Regions from separate parts of the Nomascus leucogenys genome. Here region 1 is linked to region 2. The links are chromatin contacts, called in public Hi-C maps. All regions are on one chromosome and are shown on one strand. The core of a region is the stretch at or near the end of the contact, and the rest is flanking DNA. Distances in the headings are between cores, read along the strand shown. Region 1 has its middle 3.7 kb from the start of RAB11FIP1. Region 2 holds the start of BRF2 (transcription factor IIIB 50 kDa subunit).

The links. A called contact is a pair of places that touch in the nucleus more often than the background predicts.
Region 1: a Hi-C map of a lymphoblastoid cell line shows a contact between it and region 2, with 4 times the contacts expected there. The contact joins the enhancer-like site here to the promoter of BRF2 in region 2. A contact is called at or near these places in 3 of 4 Hi-C or Micro-C datasets (a lymphoblastoid cell line and an unstated tissue).

What each region holds. Positions count from the first base shown.
Region 1 is chr8:42,750,248-42,754,286 of Asia_NLE_v1, forward strand. No RefSeq gene overlaps it. Among named protein-coding and RNA genes, the nearest start is that of RAB11FIP1, 3.7 kb to the left of the region's middle. Within about 2 kb of position 2,769, the one cell type or tissue checked has an H3K27ac peak away from gene starts, as active enhancers do. A contact at or near this core is called in a lymphoblastoid cell line, where this site is marked.
Region 2 is chr8:42,694,959-42,699,301 of Asia_NLE_v1, forward strand. It overlaps BRF2 (transcription factor IIIB 50 kDa subunit), which reads right to left and starts at 3,016. Exons shown (of 4, transcript XM_030817104.1): 1 at 2,743-3,016; 2 at 1,712-1,771; 3 at 276-597. The coding sequence starts at 2,896.

The sequences.
Region 1 (4,039 bases), core at 1,519-4,018, 55 kb after region 2:
TTGCCAACCTCCCACTGCAAGGGTTCACTCGTATTTCTCTGAGGTTTGACTTCTCATGCCCTGCTAAGGGCAGGGACCAGGTAGTGACTTATTCAACTTGTCTCCTTCACAGCCTCCAGCACAAACCTGGGTGCACAGTAGGTACCCGGGAAGTGCTATTGAACTCAAGAGTTTGCAGGTTAAGTCGGCCAACCATGAGGACCAAGTGTTTCCTTTTACCATGTAGGAAATTAGAAGACAGAGGTATGCCTCAGGTTTGCAACTGAGGGCAGCTGCAGTGTGGGAAAGGCCTGTTTAGTATGTTGGAAATATTTTTTTTTCTTTTTTTTCTTTTTGGAGACAGAGTCTTGCTCTGTCTCCCAGGCTGGAGTGCAATGGCACAATCTCGGCTCACTGCAACCTCTGCCTCCCAGGTTCAAGCAATTCTTGTACCTCAGCCTCCCAAGTAGCTAGGATTACAGGCGTACGACACCATGCCTACTACTTTTTGTATTTTTAGTAGAAATGGGGTTTCACCATGTTGGCCGGGCTGGTCTCGAACTCCTGACCTCTAGTGATCTGCCCACCTCGACCTCCCAAGATGCTGGGATTACAGGTGTGAGCCACTGCACCCGGCCACGTTGGAAAGATGATGGGAGGAGTGGGGGAAAGCAGCCAGCAGGCATAGAAGGGGCAAGAAAGCCTAACAGAACTGTGTTGTTTTGGTGCCATTTTCCCTTTTGGATGATCCATTATACTCATTCAACATTATGACTCAGTTAATTTCCATAAAGGCTTCTTGAGGCCAGATGCAGTGACTCACACCTGTAATCCCAGTGCTTTGGGAGGCCAAGGTGGGAGGATCACTTGAAGCCAGGACTTCAAGACCAGCCTGGGCAACACAGCAAGATCTCATTACTACAAAAAGATAAAAAATAAAACCAATAATCAGCCAGGCATGGTAGTGCGCACCTATAGTCCCAGCTACTCAGGAGGCTAAGGTGAGTGGATTACTGGAGCCCAGGAGTTTGAAGCTACAGTGAGCTATGATTATGTCACTGCACTCCAGCCTGGGCAATAGAGCGAGACCCTGTTACGATTTGTTGAGCGCTTACTTTGTGCCAGGCATGTGCCAGGTGCTACCAAGGGCACAAAGCTGAATGAGACTCAGTTCCAAGGCACTCCATCATCATCTAAAGGAAGTCCTGATTACTATGATGCTTTGGGTGTTTTGAGGAGAGAATGATTTCTGTAAGTTGGTGGGTTTTTGTGAAGGAGGGGCTCAGCTGGGCCCTGAAGGATATATCAGATTTGACAGAAAGAGGAGGAGACATATGAGAAGAGCATTTCAGGAGAGAACAGGAGAATAGCCTACGCAAAGATATGGGGACCAGAGAGTCGTGGCGTTTCCAGGTTTCACATACCCAATTGTGGGTGGAGTGTAGGATGCTTTAGGAGGCCACTGAGAATGAGTGGTAGAAATAAGACAGGAATAAGACAGGCTGGGCTCAGACCATGAACACCAGGCTAAGGAGTTTATGCCACAGTGTGAGACCAGGGGAGCCGGACTTCAGAGGACTTTGAGCAATGACCTGGTTAGGCTGTTCTCAAATTGCAAGGGAGGTATGAGCAGAAGGAGTCCAGCAGCCAACAGCTTGGCAGGCAGGTCACAGCCAGATGCCTTCATTCATTTTCACCTGGGGATTGTCTGCCTTCTGCCCCAATCTGCCTACCCCTTCCCCATCTTGGAGTCTCTTCTAAGTTGGTACCGAATTAAATAAGAGGGTATACACTTTCCTCTTGATTATGCTACCTGTCCAATGTTCTACTACACACCAGCTGAACAAAGTAATAGATTTCAGTTCAAAACTGACCTGGGGAGGGGGGGCACAGCGTCTCACACGTGTAATCCCAACACTTTGAGAGGCCAAGGCTAGAGGATCACTTGAGCCCAGGAGTTCAAGACCAGCCTGGGCAACATACTGAGATTCTGTCTCTATAAAACAAACTTCAAAAATTAGCTGAGTGTGGTGGCGTCCACCTGTAGTCCCAGCTACTAGGGAGGCTGAGGTGGGAGGATTGCTGGAGCCCAGGAGTTCAAGGCTGCAGTGAGCTATGATTGCCCCACTGCACTCCAGCCTCGGCAACAGAGTGGGACCCTGTCTTTAAAAACAAACAAACAAACAACTCAGCCTGGGAGGAAGTTTTTCAGCTCTAGTTCCCTCTCCTCTCCAACACTCACATTTTTAGTGCTGCTCCCCCAATAAAGAGAACAAGGCATAAAGCCTAGCTGGACAGCCTCCCCAGCTGAGTATGAAACAAAGCATGTCTTCCACTCATGGAAAGGATTAGAGGACAAAGAGGGTGGGGAAGCACCTGTGACCTCATGTGTTTGAGTTTCTGTGAGACACAAATAGACTTTGGTGAAAGCAAATGTGGTAGTTTGGAGGCAGGCGCAGCTGCCTCACCACCCAGAAGAAATCCAGACCACTCTCATCAGACAATGACCACTGGCAGGGGTTAGCTCAAAGGAGTAGGGGCTTCCCAAGGCAGGAACTGGAAATTTTTCAGAGAAGGGAGAGGCGGGAGCCCCAGCACCAGGTGTGCCGTAGAGCTGCCTTGCTGCCTCCAGCTGCTTTGGTGGCTGTTTTTTCCCCTCCACCAGCCCAAAGCACATTGTCCCCATGACTCTCTGCCCAGGAGTCACCCTCTGTCTTCTCCCAATTTTCCAGACCCAGAATCCAGGCTTGGGGATGCACAGGGACAACAGCAAGGGCAGTGACAGGGGGGGCACCCTGCAGGCCCCTGGCTCCCCACCAGCCCTGGGAAGACTCCACTGTGGCCGCCCCTCCCCGCTCCCAAAGGCCAGGCTATGCTGGCCAGCTGAACCCGCGCAGGGTCACTGAGTTCCAGGAGTGTTTGTAAATACCTCCCGCAGCCAGGGTGCGGCAGAACAGGAAGGCTGCTCCTTCCTCCCACCCTGCCCTGCCTCCAGCTCGGACTGAAAGAGGAAGAGTTTCAATCAGCCCTGAGCATGTGGACAAGCCTGGCAGGTTAGACTGGACAGGTGAAACACCTGTCCTCCTTCAAAAGCAGCAGAGCAGAGAGTGCCAGGACTCCCAGCCACCTGGATGGCCCTGGGCAGCCGAGCTGTGCAGTTAGAGCTGATGAGAAGGCAGGGCTGTGTCTAAGCCAGCAGGAAGCACCTCTTCCATAAGAGAGTCCCTGGGGCCACGCTGGGGGAGAGGAGAAAAGGGGTTCCAGGGAGAGAACCCTCCTGACAGTCACTGCCCCAGAGCCCTTCAGTGTCCCTGATCCCCCTGCTGCAGGGACACTAGCTCAGAAACCATCCCTGGGGACTCCAGGTGGGCTCTTGTGCTATCCCATGGAGGAGCAGAAAGGGGCTGGAAATGGCTCCTTGACCTTCTGCTTTGCTTCAGACTCTGGGGTGTGGTGAAAAACGTCCACACAGGGTGATTCACTCACCTGGCTCTAAACAGCCGTTGGGCTTCCCCGTGTCCAGCTGCCTCAGCCTCCTGCCCGCTTGGTTGGCCGTGGGCATCTTTCAGGTGTAGGTTTGAGGAGCAAGGGCTTCCTGCCTTGTGGGGTCAGTGAGAAGAAGGGAGGTCAAAGTGCCTGACTTCAGGTTCTCTTTCCCTTGCCCCAGTAGCTGTGGCAATGTGGAGGTCGAAACCATGGCCCAGGCGCCTTGGTGGCTGTTTTCTCCCCTTCACCAAGGCAGAACACATTGTCCTGAGACTCACTGCACTCCCCGCAGTGCTGCAATCACAGCTCACTGCAGCCTCAAACTCCTGGGTTCAAGCAATCCTCCTGCCTCAGCCTCCCAAGTAGCTGGGACTACAGGCACACAACACCATGCCTGACTAATTTTTTAAATTTTATTGTAGAGACAAGAGTCTTGTTATATTGCCCAGGCTGGTCTTGAATTCCTGAGCTCAAGCAATCCTCTTGCCTCCGCCTCCCAAAGCAGTGGCTTGTAGGCACGAGCCACCGTGCCAGCCAGTACTGCACCTCTGTGTTACCATTTCTAGCTTTCCTG
Region 2 (4,343 bases), core at 1,766-4,265:
TGTCTCTACTAAAAATGCAAAGAAAAACAAAAAAATTAGCCAGACATGGTGGCAGGCACCTGTAATCCCAGCTACTCTGGAGGCTGAGGCAGGAGAATTAGCTTGAACCTTGGAGGTGGAGGTTGCAGTGAGCTGAGATGGTGCCACTGCACTCCAGCCTGGATGACAAGAGCGAGAGTCCGTTTCAAGAAAAAAAAAGAGATGGCCAAAGGTCAAAGGATTCAGGTCTAAGGACCCATCCCATCCCATCCTACTGTCTCCCACCAGGGACGTACCTGCTGCAATAGGTCTTCACCAGTTCTGCCAAGCACAGAGATGGCACATCCAGTCCCAGGAGCTTCACTATCTGCATGTAAGTGCTAGAAAACACATCCAAATCTGCATACAACAGTGTGCAGATGGCTCCCATTGTTAGGGGCCAGTTATGCTGTCGGCAGGTGATTAAGACACAGCACCCAACCAACACCTCCTTCTTTTGCAGCCTGGCCGCTCGGATGCCAGAGTGCCGATATGCCTGTTGGTAGTAGGCAACCGCGGTATCCTCAAATGGTGGTGGCAACTGCAGAACTCGACAAAGGTCTCTCACTCGCCGGAGACCTAGGAAAAACCCACAGCAAGAGTTAGAGGGGTCAAAGGAGCTATCGTGCAACTCCTAGAAAATTCTGCTAGGACTTACTTAGATCTGCTAAACTTGCCTCAGATATCAGATGCACAAATTATGTACCTTTCTGCATAGACAGGAATGACACTTGGTATAGTCATCCTAAAGACACAAAAACATTTGTGTAAAGAAGTCACATTTCAGCCCACCAGTTTTTGCAGGCTGGTTTGATTCAGGGCCAAGCCAAAGTTTTATCCAGGCTCTTAGAGGCTACCTCAAACATACATCTGATCAAACCCAAACCTTATACTGAATTGCTGCCTCTCTCAGAACCATCCCTATTTATTTTATTTTATTTATTTTATTTTATTATTTTCTGAGACAGAGTCTGGCTCAGTTGCCCAGGCTGGAGTGCAGTGGCGCCATCTTGGCTCACTGAAACCTCCTCCTTCTGGGTTTAACCGATTCTCCTGCCTCAGCCTCCCGAGTAGCTGGGATTACAGGTATGCACCACCAGGCCCAGCTAATTTTTGTATTTTTAGTAGAGACAGGGTTTCACCATGTTGGCCAGGCTGGTCTTGAACTCCTGACCTCAAGCGATCTGCCCGTCTCGGCCTCCCAAAGTCTAGGATTACAGGTGTGAGCCACCATCCCGATTTTAAATTCCTAATTACCATTCTCTTCTACTCTACCTCACACCAGCAATGCTGAAAATAGGAAAAGTGAAAAGCTGGGCTAGGCCACCAGGATAATTTTCTTTTTTTAATTATTATTTTTTTGAGATGGAGTCTCACTCTGTCACCCAGGCTAGAGTGCAGTGGCGCGATCTCAGCTCACTGCAACCTCCACCTCCCAGGTTCAAGCGATTCTCCTGCCTCAGCCTGCCGAGTAGCTGGGACTACAGGTACATGCCACCATGCCCGGCTAATTTTTGTATTTTTAGTAGAGATGGGGTTTCGCTATGTTTGCCAGGCTGGTCTTGAACTCCTGACCTCAGGTGATCCACCTGCCTCGGCCTCCCAAAGTGCTGGGATTACAGGCGTGAGCCACAGCAGCCGGCCTAGGATAGTTTTCTTTAAAGCCACTGTGTTGTAAAAGGTCAATTCTCACCTCGTTGCTGGCTGCGACTAACTTGTTCGTTTTCCCCTGTGCTTCGGGAATATGTTACCTCTGTAAGATAATAAACAACAAATAGTGTGCTTAGCCTTTATTCATCAGACCCCTGCCCTCCCACCACACAAAACCAGAATGCAGAATTCAAATCATTGAGCATCTGCTGCTGCACAGTTAAAGGCCCCATCTGGTTTTCTATGTCTACAAGCGGTTCCGAATACACAGAGACTGGGAAAGGTTAGGACTGCATTAAAGCAGCTCCAAGTGTTCCAAATTTCCAGTCATCCTTCCAGTACATTCCACACGGGCAATTTCCCTAGTAGCAGATTTTGTTGTTTGTTTAAGGAGTTTCCCTCTATAGTCCAGGCCGAAGTGTAGTGGTGCGATCATAGCTCATGGCAGCCTTCAACTCCCAGGCTCAAGCAATCCTCCTACCTCAGCAGGCTCCTGGGTAGCTGGGATTACAGGTGTATGCCACCATACCTGGCTAATTTAAAAAATTTTTTTAGGCACTCGTCTCGTTACGTTACCAAGGCTGGTCTCGAGATCCTGGGCTCAAGCAATCCTCTCGGCTCTGCCTCCCAAAGCGCTGGGATTACAGGCGTAAGCCACCCCACACAGACAGTGGCTGCAGATTTTGAGGGCTGCATTGGTCAGAAACTTGGAAAGCAAAGAAAAGTGATGTTTTGCCAGTTTGTGCTTAAAACTATTTCAGGGTAATAATACCTGCTATAATCATATCGGCAATCCTTCCACAATGACCAGACATGGCAAGATAAGTGGAACTTTGTTTCTGTTTCACTTATTCAATATTTATTACACGCACCATCTATGCCCGATCCTAAGTGCTGGGAAAACACAGATGAATGGCAGCCCCCATCTCCTTCAGCTCCCTCGCTCACTTTAGGTCATTTTCTCTCCAATTAAGTGTGTGCGTTTCAGTTAGGAGTATGGGGGGAGCGGGGAGACAAAAGAAATCTGATGTTAATCCCTCCACCGCCCCAGGCTGTCCCCTGGGCCACAAGTACCTCGGAGATTGCCCTCGTCGCTGAAGGTAGTGGTAAGGACCCCCTCGGTGACCACGCAGCCGCAGTCGGAGCACACCAGCTGGCTCTGCGAATAGTGCGAGTCTTCCACCAGCTCCGTGGAGCCGCAGTCGGGGCAGCGGCCTCTGCCTGGCATCTCACAACCGGCCCCAAAGCCGCAGAAGCCTTCGGAGACTCCTGGGTCTGCAACAGCAACCGTGAAGCAGCAAGAAGTAGGAGGGGACACTTCAAAGGGTTGCACCCCCGTCTTCCGGCCAGTGCGGCAGCGGCATAGGCGGTTCCCTCCGCGGGGAAGCTGCGCGCTATTTCCGGTCTGTTCCTCCGCGGGCTCGGGTAGAAACGTGAGCTAGGAGAGGAGGTTCCTGGTCTGAACTGTAGCTCTCTGGTTTCCCTTCTCTCTGTAGTTAGTTTTTGGGACCTAGACTGGGGTTGAATTTGGGAAAGTTTTTGCCTACATGGACACGTATAACAGACAGGAGATTGTTGTCACCCCTGAACAACCCTCCTTTTAAAGTCCTAAGGGAATCGCACGTTGGTAATGAATGTTTAATTTGGCCATAGAAGAAAGTATATTTTTTAAAGGGAGAGTAGTGGAGAGAGAGCGGGAGCAGGAAACTGTGTTCTGCTTTCCAGAGCTGCTTCCTAAAGCAGGTTCCTTCCTCTCTTTGCCTCCTGTTTTTCTCAACTGTAAAATGAGGAAGTTGAAATAAAATCCAGAGAGGTAAACCCAAATGCTTTTCGAGGCCAGGCAGGAATGGCTAAAGGAGTTTGGAGTGAAAGAATATGGAGTGATGGAGCTTTTGGCAACCTGGATCGGCGCAAGCACGCAGATTCAGATGTTTTTTAAAAAACCTTGAGCTAACCGGGCGTGGTGGTTCACGCCTGTAATCCCAGCACTTTGGGAGGCCGAGGCAGGTGGATCACCTGAGCTCGGGAGTTTGAGACCAGCCTGGGCAAGATGGTGAAATCCCGTCTCTACTAAAAATACACAAAAATTAGCTGGGCGTGGTGGTGCACGTCTCTAATCCCAGCTACTCAGGAGGCTGAGGCAGGAGAATCGCTTGAACCCAGGAGGCGCGGGTTGCAGTGAGCCGAGATCGCGCCACTGCACTCCAGCCTGGGTGGCAGAGCGAGACTCCATCTCAAACAGAACAAAACATACCTTTAAGAAGGGTCAGTCCCTTCTTTTCCACACCCAGTTTTAACACGTGATATCCAAACCTAAAGACACCATCCCTTCCCTGAGAGACTGCTTTCTCAGAGTGTGAGAATCACTACTCCTTTTCAGAGACATCCCATCCATTCCCATGGGGCTTGATCACATTGGAGGGCAAAGGGACACAATAATACCCAACGGTCCTTTCTCTTCAATTTGAATTACTTTAGTATCATAACAGAAGGGGGCTTCAGCACATTAATTGTGGGTGGGATCCGGCAGTTCAAACCCCCCACCCTTTTCTAGACCTCCCCACTAGCGTGAGATACAGGATGAGAGCTTATTTCTGGCTGACAGTTAAATATTAAGACACATTTGCACATGCGCACCCTCACACACACACCACTCAGAGACATCCATTAGTTTT